Linked DNA regions of Zea mays: region 1 is linked to region 2. Evidence: chromatin contacts called from public Hi-C data. All regions are on one chromosome and are shown on one strand. Each heading gives the region's core, a stretch centred on a gene start, on an enhancer-like site or on the middle of the called end of the contact. The rest is flanking DNA. Distances are from core to core; before and after follow the strand shown. Region 1 holds the start of LOC100382013. Region 2 holds the start of LOC100381986 (WD repeat-containing protein 33).

Evidence for each region. A called contact is a pair of places that touch in the nucleus more often than the background predicts.
Region 1: a Hi-C map of ear shows a contact between it and region 2, with 4 times the contacts expected there. The contact joins the promoter of LOC100382013 here to the promoter of LOC100381986 in region 2. A contact is called at or near these places in 4 of 25 Hi-C or Micro-C datasets (ear, endosperm, leaf and 1 more).

What each region holds. Positions count from the first base shown.
Region 1 is chr3:151,045,312-151,051,261 of Zm-B73-REFERENCE-NAM-5.0, reverse strand. It overlaps LOC100382013, which reads left to right and starts at 4,029. Exons shown (of 6, transcript NM_001174779.1): 1 at 4,029-4,828; 2 at 4,930-5,013; 3 at 5,378-5,460; 4 at 5,553-5,640; 5 at 5,766-5,950. The coding sequence starts at 4,043. It overlaps LOC732794, which reads left to right. Exons shown (of 7, transcript NM_001112411.1): 4 at 1,900-1,982; 5 at 2,083-2,170; 6 at 2,295-2,549; 7 at 2,845-3,169. The coding sequence ends at 2,973. LOC103650735 reads right to left here and starts at 889. Exons shown (of 3, transcript XM_035966334.1): 1 at 858-889; 2 at 1-45.
Region 2 is chr3:151,283,438-151,289,385 of Zm-B73-REFERENCE-NAM-5.0, reverse strand. It overlaps LOC100381986 (WD repeat-containing protein 33), which reads right to left and starts at 1,385. Exons shown (of 18, transcript NM_001174756.1): 1 at 1,075-1,385; 2 at 725-816; 3 at 451-519; 4 at 1-41. The coding sequence starts at 1,285.

The DNA.
Region 1 (5,950 bases), core at 2,780-5,279, 240 kb after region 2:
GAGAGAATTAAAGACCAAGATATGTGTAAAGAGAGAATTAAAGACCTGCAAGAGAAACAAGAAGAGAAGATTGGTAAGAAACTGAATAAGTTATGAATCAAGTTAATGTAAACTAAGCCAGAATACTGTACAATCATTGCACCATAGACGACAATTTTATGATTCCACTGTGACATCACACACAACCAATCGAATGAACCAACCATTTGAGCCACCTAGCAGTACAAGAAAACAGACAACACAAGAAAACCGGATGAACCAACATAATTTATTGACTCTAATTTATTTGCCCCAAACAAGTAGAATGATTGTCCTCACTCTATCAGATGCTTCGGTTTGCAGAATTAAAAAGCCAGATTAGACTTAATCCACTATGTGATGATGTGGCTAACTGAAAAGAAACCACTGCCCACTCTCAGGAATAGAAAATACAATCTCCAGGAACAAAAGTATACAGTCCACGAAGAACTCTCAGGAATGTGTTGTAGGTTAATCTTAATCCACTATATGATGATGTGGCTAACTGAAAAGAAACCACTGCCCACTGATGACTTGGGTTGAGATACCGAGAGCTGAAAAGAAACCACTGCCCACTGATGACTGTATACAGATCGGCTGGTTCCCGAAGGACTGTATGCAGATCGGACAGCGGCTGGGGTACCGGCGTGCACGAAGGACTGTATGCAGATCGGACAGCGGCTGGGGTACCGGCGTGCAGATCGGCTGGTTCAAGAAGGTGCTCGAGAAACAGAGTCGAGAAAGCAGGGCTCCCAGCTGCCGCGCCGGAACTGATGGCCGCCCGGGGAGGAAGAAGCGAGGGCGAAGAGCAGGGAGAGGAGGTAGAGGAGGGAGCTCACCAGTTGACGGAGACGAGGGGGGAAGACAACTGCTCCAGCTCCCGGTCCTGGCTCCGCTTTCTGTTGGGGATCAGAAGTTGGAATGAGGCGACGCTCAGCCTTGTTCACTCCGTGCGAATCCTGAGGTGCGACGCCTAGATCTGGTAGTGTGAGGAGCGGCGGTTAGGTGAGTACCTCGAGCCCGGCGGTCGCTGTCGCCGCGTCGTCGCCGCCGAGAGATCCCCTCAGAGCTGCCTCGCCGCCGCCCCAGTGCGAGATGCGAACCGGAGTGAGCTCATCCGGTTGATTTGGAGGAATGAGTCGCTGCTAGGGTTCTGCTGTATTTTGGAACGAGTGGATGACGGATGGGTAGACTCCGTGACGCTATCCAAACGATTTTGTAGGCTCGGATACAGGTTCGGATCACTCTGGATCCATGCCGTGCTGCAAACCAAACACGCTGTAAGTGTCTTGTGTGGCGCCACTGGCTGGCCAGAGTGTCAAAGCATCTATCAGCAGAATACAATGTCTCTGCTGATATGGTTGTATAGGTAGTACTCCCTCCGTTCTAAATTATAGTTTATTTTGGATTTGTCCTAAGTCAAACTTCTCTAACTTTGACATAGCTTATAGAAAATTTTCCAACATCTAAAATATCTAATTACTTCATAAAATTAAACATGTTTTGATATTTAGTTTATTTGAACTTATATATGCTAATATATTTTTCTAAAAGCTTGATCAAAGCTAGAGAACTTTGTCATATGACAAAGCCATAGGGAGTAAGTTTATTTTTTGCTGTGGCTAGAAGTTTCTTTGATCCATTCGTTGTCTCCCACTCTCCCTGTCATGGTTTCTGTATTCCTTTAATACTTTCACTTTGGGAACCATTTACCTATACCAAGACAATGTCAGAATTTCCTAAACCATATTTTGTTTGAAAACTACCAGAGGTATTTTCTGTCGTAGTAATGAGAAGTTGCTATATAAGATGCTTAAATCATTACCTGGCTTGCCTTTTACACGTCTCTATATTTAATTGGTTCCTAACATTTTGTTGAAGATTGCTGAGAAGCACAACTTTTTGATCTTCGAAGACCGCAAGTTTGCTGACATTGGGAATACAGTAACCATGCAATATGAAGGGTAAGAAAAGAAGTTTAGTATCTACATGGTCACTTCTATGTTGTATCTTTATATTTGTGCACTATGATTCCCCCCCCCCCCCCCCCCTGCTTTGGTTCAGTGGAATATTCCGCATATTGGACTGGGCTGATATTGTTAATGCGCATATAGTTCCTGGACCTGGAATCGTAGATGGCTTGAAGTTGAAGGTATCTTATGCTTCATGTACTTGCATGGCAACTATTAATACTGACTTGAATAAGTTGCTTTTGCATATAAAAATAGCTAATGAATCATGGTACTCACACCAACTGTCGTGTTCTGGCCTTGAAGGGTTCGCCTAAAGGAAGAGGGCTACTTCTGCTCGCTGAGATGAGCTCTGCCGGCAATCTTGCTCATGGAGATTACACTGCTGCTGCTGTAAAGATCGCTGAGCAACATTCTGACTTTGTGATGGGATTTATATCAGTTAATCCCGCATCTTGGTCAGTAACACCATCAAGCCCGGCGTTTATCCATGCCACACCTGGAGTTCAGATGGCCGCTGGAGGAGATGATCTTGGGCAACAATACAACAATCCTGAGTCTGTAAGTACAACTGTGCATGTACTGTTTGTTTGTGTGGCCGTTGGAATATTGGTGTTTATTGGTACATCTTAATGTTTTTAGGGCTAGTTTGGCAACTCCATTTTCCTGAGGAATTCTTATTTTCTTTCAAGGGAAAATGAACTAATTTCTCCTGGAAAAATGAAAATCTTTGGAAAAACGGGGTTGCCAAACTAGCCATTAGTTTGTTATATACCAGTGCTTATGAGAGTTTGATCACTTACCCCCCACCACGATCACATTCCATTGATATGATACATATCGATTTGCGATTCAGGTGATAAATTACAGGGGCAGTGACATAATCATAGTTGGGCGCGGGATTATAAAGGCGAGCGATCCTTTGAAGACGGCATGTGAGTACCGGGTGCAAGGGTGGCAGGCATACAAGAACAGCTTGCTATGAGGAGGGCGCCGTGAGCATTCCAAGCATAATAAGGGCAAATCCAGGCAATTGGCATAACAAGGGCATGTTCGTTTTGATCTCAATCCATATGGATTGAGTGAGATTAAATATGAATTGAGTGGGTTTTAATCTCGAACAAGTCAAAATCTTTCATAAATTTTTTCAATCACATCCAATATATATGGGATAGTAATAACCGAACAATGTCTAACATGGAAAGGTCCCTACTTATGGCTAATTTGTTCATCTTAATTGAACGTGATTGAGTGAGTTCAAATCCCTAGCAATTCCATGTGAAATGAGAATATCCCAACAAGATCTTACAATTGTGAGGACCTAACTGTATGCAATCAGAATCATTGTAGAGGAGATTCATCCAGAGCATGCTCCATTATCGTTCATGTAGCTTATGTCTACAACAAGTAGGCAAACAAACGTATACTTAGATAAAATCAACGTATACGGTTATCCATAATAAGATGGTGTATGCAATGAATCCGACGAGTTGTAATGGCTGTGTCTTATTGGCACTCCTCTTAGGTTAGCTCCTGATGCTGTCGATGTTGAGAATCGTACGACTCCTCCACGTGTTCTTCCGAATAACATCTCTACACCCTGGGTTTAGATTTCTCTCGGGGTGAAGTGGCCTCCGCGTAATTTCACTTGCCCCAACTCCGTGCTTGTTTGGTGACAATGCTGGTCGGTAGCCACTGCCGCCGCGATTGCTTGCCGCAGCTTGCGCCTTGGGGCTTGCCATGCCGCCTCGTCCAGATTCCGCTGCAAAAAATTTCCACGTGCTGGTGGCAAGTTTTCTGCCGTTGGCGCATTCTGCCGCTCCGGTGTGGGCGGGCATCAATCTTCTCCGGGACGCTTTCTCTCTGGTGACTCGGACAATCGCGATCGCGACGACCGACGAGCACAAGCTAGCTTGGTTGTCGGCTTGTGTGTGTTGGTAGAAGAGCATTTCTACACGTACTCATTTCCACAGAGAAAAATGTCGAGTCAAGAACTTTTCTCCCCCGTTCGCGCAGCACAGTCGGCCACTACACACACGCCGCCCACCAACACCATGGACGCCGCCGCGAAGGAGGCGCTGATCCTGGACCTGCACGCGGTGGAGGCCGTGAAGCTGGGCACCTTCGTGCTCAAGTCCGGGATCACCTCCCCGATCTACCTGGACCTGCGCGTGCTCGTCTCCCACCCGCGCCTGCTCGCCTCCGTCGCGTCCCTCCTCGGCGCGCTCCCGGCCACGCGCCCCTACGACCTTCTCTGCGGCGTGCCCTACACAGCGCTGCCCTTCGCGGCCGCGCTCTCCGTCGCCGCCTCCGTGCCCATGCTGCTCAGCCGCTACGACACCAAGCGCGTCGAGGGCGCCTTCCGCGCCGCCCAGACCGTGCTCATCGTCGAGGACCTCGTTACCAGCGGCGCCTCCGTGCTCGAGACCGTCGCCCCGCTCCGCGCCGAGGGGCTCGTGGTCGCCGACGCCGTCGTCGTCATCGACCGCGAGCAAGGTGGGCGCGAGAACCTCGCCGCTAGCGGGGTCGCGCTGCACTCGCTCATGACCCTCACGGAGATGCTCGCCGTGCTGGCGAGGCACGGGAAGGTCGGCGAGGAGAAGATCGCGGAGGTCAGGCGGTTCCTCCAAGCCAACAGGAAGGTGGCGGTGCCCGGGGTGCCTGCTGGGCCACCCAAGCCGTCGGCTACTGCTCGGAGGAAGTCGTTTGCGGAGAGGGCGGGGTTGGCCACGAACCCCATGGGGAGGAGGTTGTTCGAGGTGATGGAGGCGAAGCAGAGCAACTTGTGTGTCGCGGCTGATGTTGGGACAGCCAAGGAGCTACTTGAGCTTGCTGACAAGGTATGTATACACACATATATATGCTACTAGTTATTGTGTATTTGCGATGCTCTCCTACTATTTGCTAACATTGTTTTGATTTGTTTGCCCCACTTGTTTAGGTTGGTCCAGAGATTTGTATGCTGAAAACACATGTTGATATCTTGTCTGATTTTACACCAGATTTTGGGGCCAACCTTCGCACAGTATGTTCTCTTCTGACAGCAGTTTCCTTATCTTTTTGTTGTAGTGTTACTGATCATAAGGATGTCAGTGTCCATAATCGCCCAGTTAGAGTCCTGAAGTTGTACTTTGTTTCAAATCAGATGTCGGTGCTTTCATTATCATGTATACACAGTATCATTATGTGTAATCGGAATGGGTTGTCCATAAATGAAAGGCAAAATCCCTATACCAGGCCAATTTACTTGGTTCTTTTAGCTTGATTTTATTTTATTCATTACTAGAGGCGTTTTGTGTATTCCTGTTCCGATTGCTGAAGTTATACTCTGCATCTGGTTACCGCATAGCTGATTCAGTATTGTGCTGATTCTTAACTTTCAATTGAAGATTGCTGGGAAGCACAACTTTCTGATCTTTGAAGACCGCAAGTTTGCTGACATTGGGAACACAGTAACTATGCAATCTGAAGGGTGAGAAAAAGGAACTATAACTATTTAATTTATTTTCCTTCTTATACATACATTTGTGTGACATAGTTGGCATTTTCTTTACTTCGGTTCAGAGGTATATTCCGCATCTTAGACTGGGCGGATATTATTAATGCGCATATAGTTCCTGGACCTGGGATTGTAGATGGCTTGAAGCTCAAGGTATTTCATGACATATATGCATAGGTCTTACACAATTACTGAGTTAAAGATAATAGTTAATTTGCAGCTGCTAATAGCTCATGCATTGCGTTGCTCACAGTCACTGTTGTCTTCTGGCATTGAAGGGTTTGCCTAAAGGAAGGGGCCTACTTTTGCTTGCTGAAATGAGCTCAGCTGGCAACCTTGCTTATGGAGACTACACTGCTGCGGCTGTAAAGATTGCCGAGCAACATCCTGACTTTGTAATAGGATTTATATCAGTGAATCCTGCATCTTGGTCACCAGCACCGTCAAGCCCAGCATTTATCCA
Region 2 (5,948 bases), core at 136-2,635:
CTTGTTGAGGGATTGTCTGGATATGCGACAGAAGGTAACATCTGCAATTCGTTAAAGCTATCAAAATAAGTTTGTAACAAGAACTAGTCATCAAGATCTTTGATTGGTTATTAGGATTAACGGGATTTTCTGCATAACATACTAACATAGAGTAACTATCCATGTTAAGATTAATTGAAGAATTACTAGCATGATAATTATTCGTATGCACTTTTTGTCGAACTTCACTATTATGGTGCACAATAGTATTGTGTCCATTGTATGCTAGATTCACATTTAACACTTCAATCCGTAAGAATTTCGTATAACATCTGATTGCTCGTGATTTCATACAGATGAAGGTATTTATCAAACATAGGTACTATCTTCTAAAGCTTAAACCAATCAATACTCATAGCATAGGCAACTGCCGCTCCATTTTTTTAACATATTACGAGTGAAGGAACATACATCCAGGACAGCTGCTGGAGTTGGCTGCAATGTGAATCTATCCCTAGCGTCCCGCTGCCACATGCGAGCCTGCAATTGTACATAGTGGAAATCAGCACTACTGATGGGATGGAAACTGCATGTAACAGATGATAAGCATGCATTACAAATTCAAACTAAGATATAAACAGAAACAGAAAAAATATAAACTTTAAAGGATCAAAGTCCAGAGTCCTCCGAAATAAACTCTGTATGATTATGGATATCCAAACAAAAAAATAGCAATCCAAACAACCTGAACATAACGGACAACACTGCTTGTGTAGTCCACTGTTCGTCGCTGGACAGGCTTCCGCATCCTTTTAGCACCAAAACTGTCACCATAAGCTGCAGAGAATCAAAATTACAATGTGATTTGTGTAGTTATGATATGCAAAGGTGGACCAAGAAGTCTACAGTTAAATCTCAAGAAACTCCCGGTATGTTTAACTTTTAAGTGGCAGTTGATCTCACACTCTTGAGTTTATACGGACTGGCAGTAATAAGGCAATACCTGCGACCTAATATAGGTATCTACCTACTCTTCCCCTGACCCTAGAATGGAGGGAACAACGACTACCAGTGAATGAAATGTTTAGCTGTTACCGTCGTAAGGAGGCTGATGCTGCTGCTGTGACGGGGGGGCCGGGTGTGCGGCGTAGTCGGGCGGGAGATTGGTGGAGGACGCCGCGGACAGCTGCCGCATCGGCGGGCCGCGGTAGAACTCGCCACCGCCGCCGCCACCGGCGGCGGAGGAGGCTTGGGGCGGCGGGTGCTGCGGCGGAGGTGGAAGCTGCTGCTGCTGCTGCCGCATCATCTCCGCCGCCTCGCCGTCGCCGGGAGGGGAAAAACGCCGAGGAGGGGCTAGGGTTTTGGATCCGTGCGGCGGGAAAGGGGTCGGCGGCTTCTGGGTTCGGCGTCCGTGAGACGATGGGTTCGGCTGTCGACGAGCCGAGGTCGAGGGAGCCTAGTTCCCAGCTTGAGCTCAGCCGCTAACTCGAGCCGACCGGCGGCGCGTGTTTCATGCCTAGCTCGATACAAAGTCCGCTTGAGTTATAAACGAGCCAGTCGTGAGTCGGGGCGCGATCTGTGGTGACCGGTGAATGTGAGCATAACTAGCTTGCAACCAGGACGTTTGGATCCTTCATTTTAAAAGAATTGGAATTCACTCAATAAAGCAACTTATTTAGTTTAGAATTTGGTATTCCACCACTTTCCAAAGTTCAGATATAAGCTTATCTCAAATTCATAGGGTGGAGGATAGGAAATGATTTTATACATGAGTAGAATTTGTTTCTACTCTGTAACTTACATGACATTCTTCGTTCCACTCCTCTATAGTAAAAATGTAGCACATAAATATGTAGGACATCTTGCTAATAATAGTATACAAATATATTTTATATAAAAACGAATTATCTTAATTGATATATGCCTAAATTATTATTATTGGAATAGAATTCAATTCCAGTAATCCAAACGGGGCGTTACAGTTTTCTGCAATGCTATCTAGATCTTAAATTTTCACACAGACATGTATTTTGAAAAGTAATATGATGACTCACTTTTCAACACATTCAAAACACTCAGACTGAACCGAGAAGTCTTGATATTATAAAAATCATCATAGGTGCCTTGTTACCGGTAACAATCAAATCAAAGTTATTAAAACCTAACATGGTTTACTCGCACGCCCGTGTTTGGCGGATGTGTTTTGCAAAAAAAAACTCAAACTCTTAGGAAATTAACCTGCCATTCACGCCTCTTCTCTTCCGCCTCCGCCGTCTTGGGCTTGCCTCGCGCATTTGCTTTCAGGACCTTCTCTCCGTGCTCCGCCTCCTCGCCCTCCTTCGCATCGCCGAGATTTGCCGGCGTGGCAGCCTTTCCGAGTCCAAGCCCTAGCGTCCACGACTTTGCTCCTAATCGTGCCACTCACTCGCCTCGCATTGCCTCACTAGGGTTTGTCGTTCCCATCACAGGCAAAGACGGAGCAAGGTGACCCCCGTCGTGCGCGGCACCTCCCGAGGCTGGGCCCCTCCTGTCATATTCCCCTGTGTGGCATAGTCCACTGCTGCCAGGGATGAGAAGTGTCGGGGACCATAATTAGGGGTACCCCCAGGACTCCTAATCTCAGCTGATAACCCCCATCAGCACAAAGCTGCAAAGGCCTGATGGGCGCGATTAAGGTCAAGGCTCAGTCCACTCAAGGGACACGATCTCGCCTCGCCCGAGCCCAGCCTCGGGCAAAGGCAGCCGACCCCGGAGGATTCACGTCTCGCCCGAGGGCCCCCTCAAGCAACGGACACACCTTCGGCTCGCCCGAGGCCCAGTCTTCGCAGAGAAGCAACCTTGGCCAGATCGCCACGCCAACCGACCGTATCGCAGGAGCATTTAATGCAAGGATCGCCTGACACCTTATCCTGACGCGCGCTCTTCAGTCGACAGAGCCGAAGTGACCGCAGTCACTTCGCCGCTCCACTGACCGACCTGACAAGAAAACAGCGTCGCCTGCGTCGCTCCGACTGTTGTGCCACTCGACAGAGTGAGGCTGACAGCAGCTAAGTTCAGCCTCGGGCGCCATAGGAAGCTCCGCCTCGCCCGACCCCAGGGCTCGGGCTCAACCTCGACGTTGGACGACGGACTCCGCCTCGCCCGACCCCAGGGCTCGGGCTCAACCTCGACGCTGGACGACGGACTCCGCCTCGCCCGACCCCAGGGCTCGGACTCAGCCTCGGCTCCGGAAGACGACGAACTCCGCCTCGCCCGACCCAGGGCTCGGACTCGACCTCGACCTCGGAAGACGGACTCCGCCTCGCCCGACCCCAGGGGACGGACTCAGCCTCGACTCGGAAGACGGACTCGACCTCGACCTCGGAGGAGCCTCCACCTCGCCCGACCTAGGGCTCGGACCGACCACGTCACGGGGGGGGGCATCATTACCCTACCCCTAGCTAGCTCAGGCTACGGGGAACAAGACTGGCGTCCCATCTGGCTCGCCCCGGTAAACAAATAATGATGGCGCCCCGCGTGCCCCATGACGACGGCGGCGCTCAGCCCCTTACGGAAGCAAGGAGACGTCAGCAAGGATTCGACAGCCCCGACAGCTGTCCTTCCGCAGGGCTCCAGCTCTCCTCCGACGGCCACGACATCACATGAACAGGGTGCCAAAACCTCTCCGACTGCCACGACAACATGTACTTAGGGCTCTAGCTCCTCTCTGCTAGACACGTTAGCACACTGCTACACCCCCCATTGTACACCTAGACCTTCTCCTTACACCTATAAAAGGAAGGTCCAGGGCTCTCGTACGAGAAGGTTGGCCGTGCGGGAGAACGGGTCGACGCGTAAGGCTCTCTTACGCGAACGCTTGTAACCCCCTACTGCAAGCGCACCCGACCTGGGCGCAGGGCAACACGAAGGCCACGGGTTTCCCCTTTGCCTGTTTCTTCCCCCCTTCGTGCTTCGTCTCGCGCCGACCCATCTGGGCTGGGACACACAGCGACAATTTACTCGTCGGTCCAGGGACCCCCCGGGGTCGAAACGCCGACAGTTGGCGCGCCAGGTAGGGGCCTGCTGCGTGATTGACGAACAGCTTCCCGTCAAGCTCCAGATGGGTAGTCTCCAGCAACCTTTCCAACCCGAGACGATGCTCCATTTCGGGAGTCTTGAGTTCATGTCCCTCGACGGCAGCTACGACATGATACTCCTTCCTCCGCCGCGCGATAGCGACAATGGCGGCCGTCAGCCCGCCCGCCGGCGGCGGAATCAACGACGTCTTCCCTACATGGCGGAAGAACAACGTCCGGGTTTGTCCCGTCATCTCCCCCACCGACGGAGGAGGAGGCGGGGCAACCGTGGCCAAGCAGGAGGCGTCACCTCGTCGGCTGTCGAGCAAGTCGACGACGCCGGCGCCCCAACGGGGGACACGTCGGGCTTCGACCTTGCGTCCGAGACGAAGACGAGCGTCGTTTCCCCGCAACACGCCAACCCCAAGCAGACGACCGACGCCAGCACGCTCGCGAAGGACTTGCTGGGCGTCACCCTCGTACCTGAGACGACGGTGCAGTCCGCCTCTGACGCGACTTCGCCACCGCCCGTCGACCAAGAGGTACCGACCGATTCCCATCTCGTGCCTTTTGGATTTAGCTTCAACCCACCAAGCGACCTCGCTTTGGTGGAAGCCTTCATAGAGGCATGTACCAACCCTCCGAGGTACCATATGCAGTCACCCTGGGACAGACTGACGGTCGTCTCGACCTACGGACCCTCGGGTTCCGAGGAAGATGACGAGCCCAACTTTTGTTGGGATTTCTCCGGGCTCCGTAACCCCAGTGCCATGCGGGACTTCATGACCGCATGCGACTACTGCCTCTCTGATTGTTCCGATGGTAGCCGCAGCTTCGGCGACGAGGACTGCGGCCCAAGTCGTGAATGTTTCCACGTCGATCTAGGGGGTCCCGGCGAAGGCAACCATCTTAGTATGACGGAAAATGGCGATCCCCCTAGGCATGCGCCTCGCGTTGACATCCTTCGGGAGCTAGCTGTGGTCCCAGTCCCTACGGGGGGTCAGGATGCACAGCTCGAGCAAATCCGTGAGATGCAGGCCAGGCTCGACGAGGGAGCAGGAACACTTGAGCAGTTTCGGCGGAACATCGGGCAGGAATGGGCAGACCAAACTCCGGCCGGAGAAGTGCGTCATCTACCCCAGGGCATCCAGCACCGCATTGCCGATGACGTCAGGGCAAGGCCGCCACCGGCTTCCAGTGGGGTCGGCCAGAACCTAGCTGCAACAACAATACTACTCCACACGATGCCGGAACCATCGACCACCGAAGGGCGACGCATCCAGGGAGAGCTCAAGAATCTTCTGGAGGATGCCGCGGTCCGACGGGCCGAAAGCTCTGCCTCCCGAAGGCAGGGGTACCCCTCGGAGCATCGCGCCGCGACTTCCCGATTCGTGCGGGAAGCCTCGGTCCACACCGGGCGCACGCGCAACACGGCGCCTGAGGCCCCGGGTCGCCTCGGCAACGAGCACCACCACCGCAACCGTCGAGCCCACCTCGACGAGAGGGTTCGCCGAGGCTACCACCCCAGGCGTGGGGGACGCTACGACAGCGGGGAGGATCGGAGCCCCTCTCCCGAACCACTCGGTCTGCAGGCTTTCAGTCGGGCCATACGACGGGCGCCATTCCCGACCCGGTTCCGAACCCCGACTACCATCACAAAGTACTCGGGGGAGACGAGGCCGGAACTGTGGCTCGCGGACTACCGACTGACCTGCCAGCTGGGTGGAATGGACGATGACAACCTCATCATCCGCAACCGCCCCATGTTCCTCTCCGACACCGCTCGAGCCTGGCTGGAGCATCTGCCTCCGGGGCAGATCTCCAACTGGGACGACCTGGTACAAGCCTTCGCCGGCAACTTCCAGGGCACGTACGTGCGCCCTGGGAACTCCTGGGATCTCCGAAGCTGCCGCC